Linked DNA regions of Capra hircus: region 1 is linked to region 2. Evidence: chromatin contacts called from public Hi-C data. All regions are on one chromosome and are shown on one strand. The core of a region is the stretch at or near the end of the contact, and the rest is flanking DNA. Distances in the headings are between cores, read along the strand shown.

Region 1 (4,299 bases), core at 997-3,496, 240 kb before region 2:
ACTAACCATCTCACCTGGATTATTCGGATGGTCTCCCAATCAGCCAGCCTGCCTGCGTTCACTTCTCTCCCCTGCATTCTATTCTTAAGCAAGCCACCAGAGCGACGTCAGTGGAAAACAGGCACCTGTGTGTCCATCCCCTTCTCAGCGCCCTCCGACGCTTCCAGTCTCATCGGGAGAAAAAGCGGAGTCCCATAAGCACACAATCTGCCTTTGGCCATGTCTGTCTGCCCTTCCCATTGCCTCCCTGACAGCCTCTCCTGTTGATGCCCCTCCCTCTCCTGTTAATTCCCCAGCTCACTGCCCTCCATCCACCCCAGCCACGCTGGCCTCCTCGGGCCTCCTGGGTGCGCAGCGTCCTCTGCCTGGCATGTCCTTCCTCTGGATAACCACCGACGGCCTTGCCTCCTTCCGATCTCTTCTCATGTGTCTCCTGCTCCTTGGAGCCTCCCTTTCTGCCTTATTCAGGTGGTAATTCAGTCCTGCCCCACGTCGGACCCTCCTTACCTGAGTGCTGTAGTTTCCCACTCTGCGCTTTTCACCCACATGCTATACCTTTCTCTGTTTCACTTACTGTTTATTTTCCGCCATAAAGGCAGGACTTTTGTCGGTTTCCCCAGCCCTCCATCCACTAATAAATTTCTAGACCCTCAGAGAATGTTGTGGCTGTAATATTCATATTAATATTTAGTAGGAAGACAGTATTTTCCAGAACCTCTGACAGCTAGATTAGAGTCATGGGACTGATTTATGGTTAATGGAATGTGAGCAGAAGGGCTGTAAGCCACCTCTAGGGCTGGCCCATTAAGCCTTTCATGGGTGATCTCCGCCTCTCTTCCTGTTCAGCAAACTTGGAGGCCGTTTGTTACAGATGGCAGCACCTGGATATAGAAGAAGCATGGGTCCCAGAATGACCAGCACTAGAGTGTGACGCAAGCAAGAAATAAATCCTTGCACTAAGCTACTGATAATTCAGAATTTTTAAAGGAATTAACATTCCATACAGCACTCAATAAATATTTGTTAATTAGGAAACTTAAAATTTTATATTATTATTAATCAAGCTCTCCTTAAGAGACATAACACTGTTCCCCAACCTAGCAAACAAGATACATGGAGCACAATTTAACCATTAATGTAGAATATTGCTCTGCACGCCACAATCACACTGGTAAAGATGGTGGTGTACACTGCTGCCTGCCCTTTGTACGTTTCAGAACCCGGTCTTCTCCTCCTGATTCCTTTTCCCTCCTCCGTTTTCCTGGCCTTACTTTTTTTTTTCATTGTGTTGACTTCTTAGGGTTTCATTGTTGGTCCTCATATCTAATCTCAGACATAAGAATCCCCACGTCTACCTTTTTTGCTTCTCCCCTCTCATTTCCCCCTTACTTTTTGTTATATTATTTTTGTCTTCCAGCTGATAATGGCAAGGCTTGAGCTCTTCTGAGCTGTCACCACTGAAATAAGTGCACTGCAAACTACCTATGATACAATATCTTCTCTGTGGGTTCTTGCCTTGGCTCAAGTCTTGCCAGGAACACTCAGATAAATACTCACAATAAAAAGCCTTTTAAATTCCTTTGAAATTTTAGTCTGTCAGACATACAATCACCAAATAAAGACAATAGGATAATAGAAATAAGTTTTGGATATGTTTTTCCCCTACATTTTCTGTAGATTCACTTCACCTCATTTTGCTGTCTATAAGAATTCCTTATGTGTGTGTGTATATATATATATATAAATATATATATATATTTCCCCCCCAAATTTACTAGTGAACTAAAATAATCCTTTGAAGACTAGAGGAAATGGTATCCCTTGTGGTAACACTTGAGATTATTTTCAAACACAACCTTTTTAAAACAATTTTAATCTAATCAAAATGTAGTTATAGCCTGGAATTAAAATATGCAAGAAGTGGATTTCTTAATGGTTTATTTCAATGGGATGTGAAGTTAGAATTGTTAAGAAATGCGGAGTGCTAATTAACCAGAGTTAGAGAGCTGAGGATGAAATTAAATATCCTGACATGAACTCTTGATCAGCTTTCCTTAAAAATTCAGAGCCCAGTTGACTGGCTGATACGAAGCTGCAAGGCCATGCCTTTCTGACTCCTGGGGGTGGGTGCATTTAGTTATTCCACCAACCAGCAGGGGGAGACACAGGATGCTCCTTGTAACTAACCCAAGGTATGGCTTCTGCACCCTGAGACCTCACCAGGCCTCTCTTTGTCCATAACAAGTAGAACAAGTTGGTCCAGTCTGACAAAGCTCACCCCTCTCGGTGGTTTTGGTTTCTTGAGTTACAGTTGATTTTGCGTCCAAGTGACTCATTACAAGGAGGGACTTGTGTATATTTGGTGCTTTTGCAGATATGAGATTATATCAATTTTTAAAATATAAGTTTTGGCTTATGCTTCTAAAACATTAATAAATCTGATTGAAGTTCAGCCATTAATAAATTAAGCTTTACTCTATCACCTAATTATTACCTCCGATAATCTTAGCCCAATAGTTAACTTTATAGGAACTAACAAAAGCAATTCTAACAGAGAAAATGACAAACTATTGAAATTTTAAGCTGTCTTGCAGGTTAGAAGGGCTAAGCTTTGTGTCCTAGGAGCCAGATAACTTTGCCTTTATGTATCTATCAGTTCAGGTCTACGCATGTCTGGGGTAGGAAGACCTCCCAAAGAAGATAAATGCTAGCTCCTAAGGTAAATGCTGGAGAAGGCAATGGCACCCCACTCCAGTACTCTTGCCTGGAAAACCCCATGGGCAGAGGAGCCTGGTAGGCTGCAGTCCATGGGGTCACGAAGAGTCGGACACGACTGAGCGACTTCACTTTCCGTTTTCACTTTCCTGCATTGGAGAAGGAAATGGCAACCCACTCCAGTGTTCTTGCCTAGAGAATCCCAGGGACAGAGGAGCCTGGGGGGCTGCCGTCTATGGGGTCGCACAGAGTCGGACACGACTGAAGCGACTTAGCAGCAGCAGCAGCAAGGTAAATGCTGGGATAAAGGAAGGTCATAGCACTTGCCCTTTGGATAGAAAGACATTTAGCAAATAATTTCAGGACAGTATGAGCCATGCAACACAAAGAAATAAACGTAGATGAGGGGCTGAAGTGGGTTGGAGGAAGGAGGGACTCACGTCACGTGGAGTGTGGCGCTGAGGCCAGCTTCTTAAAGAGAAACAGTGCCTGAGCATGGCGGCGAAGAATAACTGGGAGAAGAAAGAGAGCTGATGTTGGTCACAAGAGAACAGACCGTGAGACGGCGAAAAGCCGCCGCTCTGTCTGAGCAGTTCCTCTCTGCTCACGTTCCCGGGAGTAATATGGTAGGGGACCACACGAGGTAAAGACGAGGAGGCAGCTGTGGGCTCCAGCGGAGAATCCTGGACCAGGGAGAGGCTCCAGGGTGAGCCAGGAGTGAAGGCTCCTAGCTGATCAATGACGCTAAGCATCAGGTGGTCACTCAGGCTCTGCTAACCTGCTGACATAAGTTGTACGTCGTAAAGGAGGCTGAAAGAACATGGAAATAGAGGCTAAGGCCTCGCACCCTGAAGGGCCATAACCCACGCCTCGACCCTTCAGGAAGATCATCTTCACTACATCAGCGGAAGAGTAGTAGGTAGGCGTAACTGGATAGCACAGGTTCTCAGAGGTTATACGGGGAGGGAGGTGGGGGGGGTCATGTTTGGGAACTCACGTACACCCGTGGTGGATTCGTGTCAGTGTATGGCAAAACCAACGCAGTACTGTAAAGCAAAAGAGAGTAAAAATATAAATTAAAAAAAAGTTTAAAATTAAATTAATAAATAAATGCTATACTCAAGGACAATTTCACTTCAGATTTATCTTGATTTGCAGCAATTTTTCCTTCTTTAGGCTTCAATTTTCAGGATGAAACATTGGTTTATGGAAGGGTCTCAGAAGAGTTCCTTAACAGTCATACCTCGAGTTCTTAGATAACAATGAAGGTAAAACAACTTAGAACACACACCTATTTTGCTTTTCCCGTTTGATTTCCGTGATTAATAATTTCTATCTAATCTTCTAGTTTTACAGAACACCGGGTAGAGATGATGAATCTGGAGAGCTGAATGCCTACTTGTGCTTTGTTAAAAAGTACGTGTGTTGTTGCTTTTTAATAAGTTATTCGAAAAAAGTAAAAATGGAGTATGCCAAAGTCCCCACCCACGTCTTAACACCCCTTTCTCAAAGGCTAATGAAACCCTTAAAAGTTTACACAAGACCTAATTATGAGTTTGCAAGCGTTTTAGGGGATTGAAAATG
Region 2 (4,390 bases), core at 1,611-4,110:
GATGAAAGTTGCGAGTTGGTGATGTTTACATGACCGTCCATTTATCTCATTGAATGGTTACAACAAGCAAACGAGGCTGTGACTGTGCAGAGCGATTCTGTCTTAAACCACATCTCACCCAAAACCAGAGGGGATATTTCCTGCCCCGTTTCCTGTCTGTCTGCTTTCTTGTTCTTTTTATTGAGTGTTTTAACATCAAGAGATTCTTTCTTGAGTATTGATCTTCTGGATGCGTCTGAGAGCCTTGCCCATTCCACAGATGCTTTGCCTCTGCCCAAATACAACGGGCAATCTGTTAAGGGGAAAACAGTTATAGACAAATACTATCCAAACCCAATAGACTTCAATTTTGATTGATCTTTATGTGTGTGGGTAGTACCTCAATGAGAAAAACCTAAATAGAATAAAAGTGTGTAGAGGATTAAACCTATTATTAGTGGAAGGCACCCGTCAGTCAGCTTCTTCTCATCCCGTTTTCCAGGCTAGCTCTGTGAGATAAAAGTCTTCCGAGAAAGGATTCAGAGCCCAGGAAGGGTAGTGGGGTAGGGCTATTATAGCCTTATTAATTTGGGATACAGTTGAGATGGCATGGAAATTAGTGTCAAGGAATTCAAAGAATGTCCAAGTGTAGGGACATCAATATTTTAAGTTTAATGACAGAAGGCATGTTTTTGGCTCTCTTCCGTCGTATTGTGCAGGAGAAGGTAACAAGAATAAGGAGAAGGCCAGTGGTTTTCCATCCCTACCAGGGTGTCTGATGTACTTTGTTGATTGTATTTTATTTTGAGAGGTACTACATGAACAGGAATTATGTGTAATATCACAGGAGCTTATCACTGTGCAATGCTTCACTGTTTGAATATTCCTTTTAAGTGGATTGTTCGGTTTGATCTTCACAACAATGAAATGAATTCCACAGATTATTATTAGAATTCGAATTTGACAAATGAGGTTCCAAGAGATTAAGTGACTTGTTCAGGTACCTTCTGCTAGTAAATATTCACACTGAAGGTAAAAAGATGATGTTGCTGGGAGCTTAAATGGGATACCAAGGAAACTTTAGAACTTCCTCCCCTGCAAATCGTTTAGAAACCAAGTGTTTTCTTTTCTGAATGAGGCATTTTGACAGGCGGTTCTGATGGAAGGTTAGGAAGAGAAGACCAGAAGACCTCTCCTAAGTATCCTGCTAGCCCTGTACTCGCGACCGCTTCTTGCTCTCTAAATGGAAGGGCGGTGATGATAATAATTAAGCTTTAGGCTTCCGTACTTCCTTTCATCTGAGCTCTTCAGCCAGACAGGAAGGAACCACCCTCTGCGCACCGTATGGCTCTTTTCAAGCTGGTCCACGTCCGTTAACTCGCTAGACTTTAACTGGGAGGGAAGGACAAACGTCTGAAGGAAACCTCAGGAATCTGCACCCCCAAACGTGTGGTCAGGGCAGCTTTTTATAGAGCCGGATGTCACCGTTTTAGAAAACTTTCTGAACAAATCAAGTTGCTGCTCTCCTGCATAAAAATGAAGTTAAGAAGGCGTCAAAGCCTCTAGTCAGCAACATCTGCAGGTTCAGTGGGAGAGTCTGAAGGCAGAGCACGAACAGAGATGTGAACACTCCCAGCTCTGTGCCCGCCTCCTCCCAGCCTCCCACCTGCAATAGACTGCATTCATATCTCCCAGAGGAAATATGCTATTACTGATAATATGATCACTGAAACACTGGGAGTGGTTAGATACCGAGCTCTGGCAGTGGGTTAATAAAGGGCCTAATGAAGAACAAAAAATCCTGCCAGTCGCTGTAAAAAAAAATACTGCCCTTGGGAAATTATAAATCAGACACCATACTGTGAAGTTAAAAATATACATCCATATATATATGTATGTACATATGTACACACACACACACACACACACACGCTGGTTTGCTGATAAATGCAGGAGTGGGCAGACTGGTGACGAAGCAAACGTCACTGGATGCCCCTGAAGTTCCAGTCCACCTCATATGATGCAGTTAAACGCCTCCGCAGTGCAAAGCCAAAACCACATGTACTCAGCCTCGTCAGACCACGCTGCACCGCGCGGCAGAATCAGCACGCCTGGTCCACAGATTACTCCTAATCCCCAGCACCTCACTCGCCTTCTTTCCTTTTATGTTTTTCTCGCCTTTTCACTCATTGGTTTGTCTAATTTCACACTATTCATCTCAACAGACTCTTACAAGCTGCCTCTGGACAGAGACCTGTGTTGAGGGTTTGCTTCACTGAGCCCCCCTGAGCTGGTCTGGAAAGAACCCAGTGCAAAGGAGGTTCATGGGCAGCCTCACCCCAGGGTGAGACCATCAGGGACACACACAGGGGGAAGCTTGGCCAGTGGCTCACCTTCCCTTCCAGCTAAATCGGCAGTGGTCTGGAACAGGGCATCCCTGATAGCTCAGCTGGTGAAGAGTCCACCTGCAATGCACGAGACGGGTTCACTCCCCGGGTTGGGAAGATCCCCTGGAGAAGGGAACGGCTACCCTCTCCAGTATTCTGGCCTGGAGAGTTCCATGAATTCTGTAGGGTTGCAAAGAGTCGGACACGACTGAGTGATTTTCACTAACAACTAGAAAAGGAACCGCCCTTTCTAAGACTGGGACACTCCCACACTTGCCTCTCGAGCCTGTGGGCTGCCTGACAAGATCCCGCCGAGCAGCTGCAGCTCCTGTCCCGGCGTCTTCCTTTCCTGGGCCACTTTTGCCGTGACCACCTTCTCACCTGCTGCCCTCCAACAAGCCAGTTCCTCCCCTATGGCGACTTCCGCTGACTCCACCCGGTGGATTGCAGGCCGACCGTTGACTCCTCACCAGGCAGGTCCCAGGGGCTCCGGGAAGGGGCTGAGCGGTGCCATGGGCCCGGTGCCAAGGAGGGGCCTCTGCCCGCCTCTCCCCAGCTGGACCAGCTCTTCTTGCCCACACTGGTATCTCTCCCCAGGAGGAAATGCAGAGATGCTGAGACGTTTTGGGAAATCCTTTTCATTTCTTCAGGTGGGAGGAGGGACTAGGGTGTCTGATTGTCCTTTCATTCTTTCAAGAATTCCAAGAGGCACTTCCAGAATCACGAGGAAGTTCTCTTAGAGAAAGCCCCAGTGCCCAGGAGGACCCTGAACTGCAAACCCCCAGGAGATAACACAGGGTAAGAACTCGAATGTGAGGACCATCTGGGCCTTCATCCCCAAGGCCTGTTTCCTGAAGTTCGCATTTTTCTGGAGATTGCTAAAACACCCGCATAGGAGCAACACTGTCCTGGTGTCAGAGAGTCCACTGGCCCCACAGATGGAGTCAATTTTTTTTTTTTAACTGAGATGAGATGAGAATATGTAAATCAAACTTTCCCATGGATTCAAGCATAGGGGAAAACAGGAAAATAGTAAAAAAGAATACACAATTTGGTAATCTGATTCATATTTGACAGCTTTATAAAGCTGTCTGATGGAGCACTGGGTCCCATATGCCAGAGGAAACCTCTGGCAGGTTTTCATTGGCACACAGTGTGGCAAAATACAGAATAACAAACTGCAATGAAGCTTTCATATGCTGCATTAAATTAAACGCATACGGGCTATCTAAGATTACAGGCCACACAATATGGATGGTAAGCTATACTTACTTTATTTGTTCTGAGATCGTGTCCTGCCTCATCTTATTTCATGAATAGTCCTCTCTTTTAATAGCAGGTTACATATTGCTTTTTGGGGTCCTAATTTGGTAAAATAAAAAGCCATCTTTCCGTGTTGCCCTCTCACTTTTGAAATTTTCCTGGTCTCAGAAATGCAAACGTTCTGGAACTCGCCAAAACAAAGGGATGTCTCCTTGCCTTGTTCCCCATCTGCCTCAACATGACAGACTTTCCCCCATGACTGCATAACCAGTCACCCCAAACGTAACCAGCGTTCTTAAAGTACAAGCCCAAGGCAACAAAGTTCCCCCGCCTAAATGTGTGAGTTGCCTTTCAAGTCCAACCTCAAAATATCAACTGAAAAGTTTTCTTCTGAGGCCCTTCCTCTGTCTGTCCAGCTTGGAGAGAGAAGTGTTCCTAAAGGGTGTTGCTGAGACGACATCTACCACGTGAGACAAAAATGAGATGGGGGAGCTCCCATGTTTGCACTGCCCCCATCTAGAGCTAAGCCAAAGGCCAGTCTCCCTTCCACATACACGTAACAGTGCATACTTGTTACTATACCATACAGTACCATATATGTACTGTACATATTTGGTCATGTGTATTATTAGAGGGAGCTTCATCATGTTACCAAATGTGCAGCCACCAGACTGCTTTGTCACATAAAGTCCTTGACAGAATTTAGTTATTTAGCCATTTTAGTTCATAAGTGCCAACTTCCAGTATGTATCACTCAATAC

Evidence for each region. A called contact is a pair of places that touch in the nucleus more often than the background predicts.
Region 1: a Hi-C map of liver shows a contact between it and region 2, with 5 times the contacts expected there. The contact joins two enhancer-like sites. A contact is called at or near these places in 3 of 5 Hi-C or Micro-C datasets (blood and liver).

Annotation. Positions count from the first base shown.
Region 1 is chr1:155,741,403-155,745,701 of ARS1.2, reverse strand. No RefSeq gene overlaps it. Among named protein-coding and RNA genes, the nearest start is that of SATB1, 380 kb to the right of the region's middle. Within about 2 kb of position 2,246, at least 1 of the 5 cell types and tissues checked has an H3K27ac peak or open chromatin away from gene starts, as enhancers often do.
Region 2 is chr1:155,497,986-155,502,375 of ARS1.2, reverse strand. No RefSeq gene overlaps it. Among named protein-coding and RNA genes, the nearest start is that of SATB1, 140 kb to the right of the region's middle. Within about 2 kb of position 2,860, at least 1 of the 5 cell types and tissues checked has an H3K27ac peak or open chromatin away from gene starts, as enhancers often do.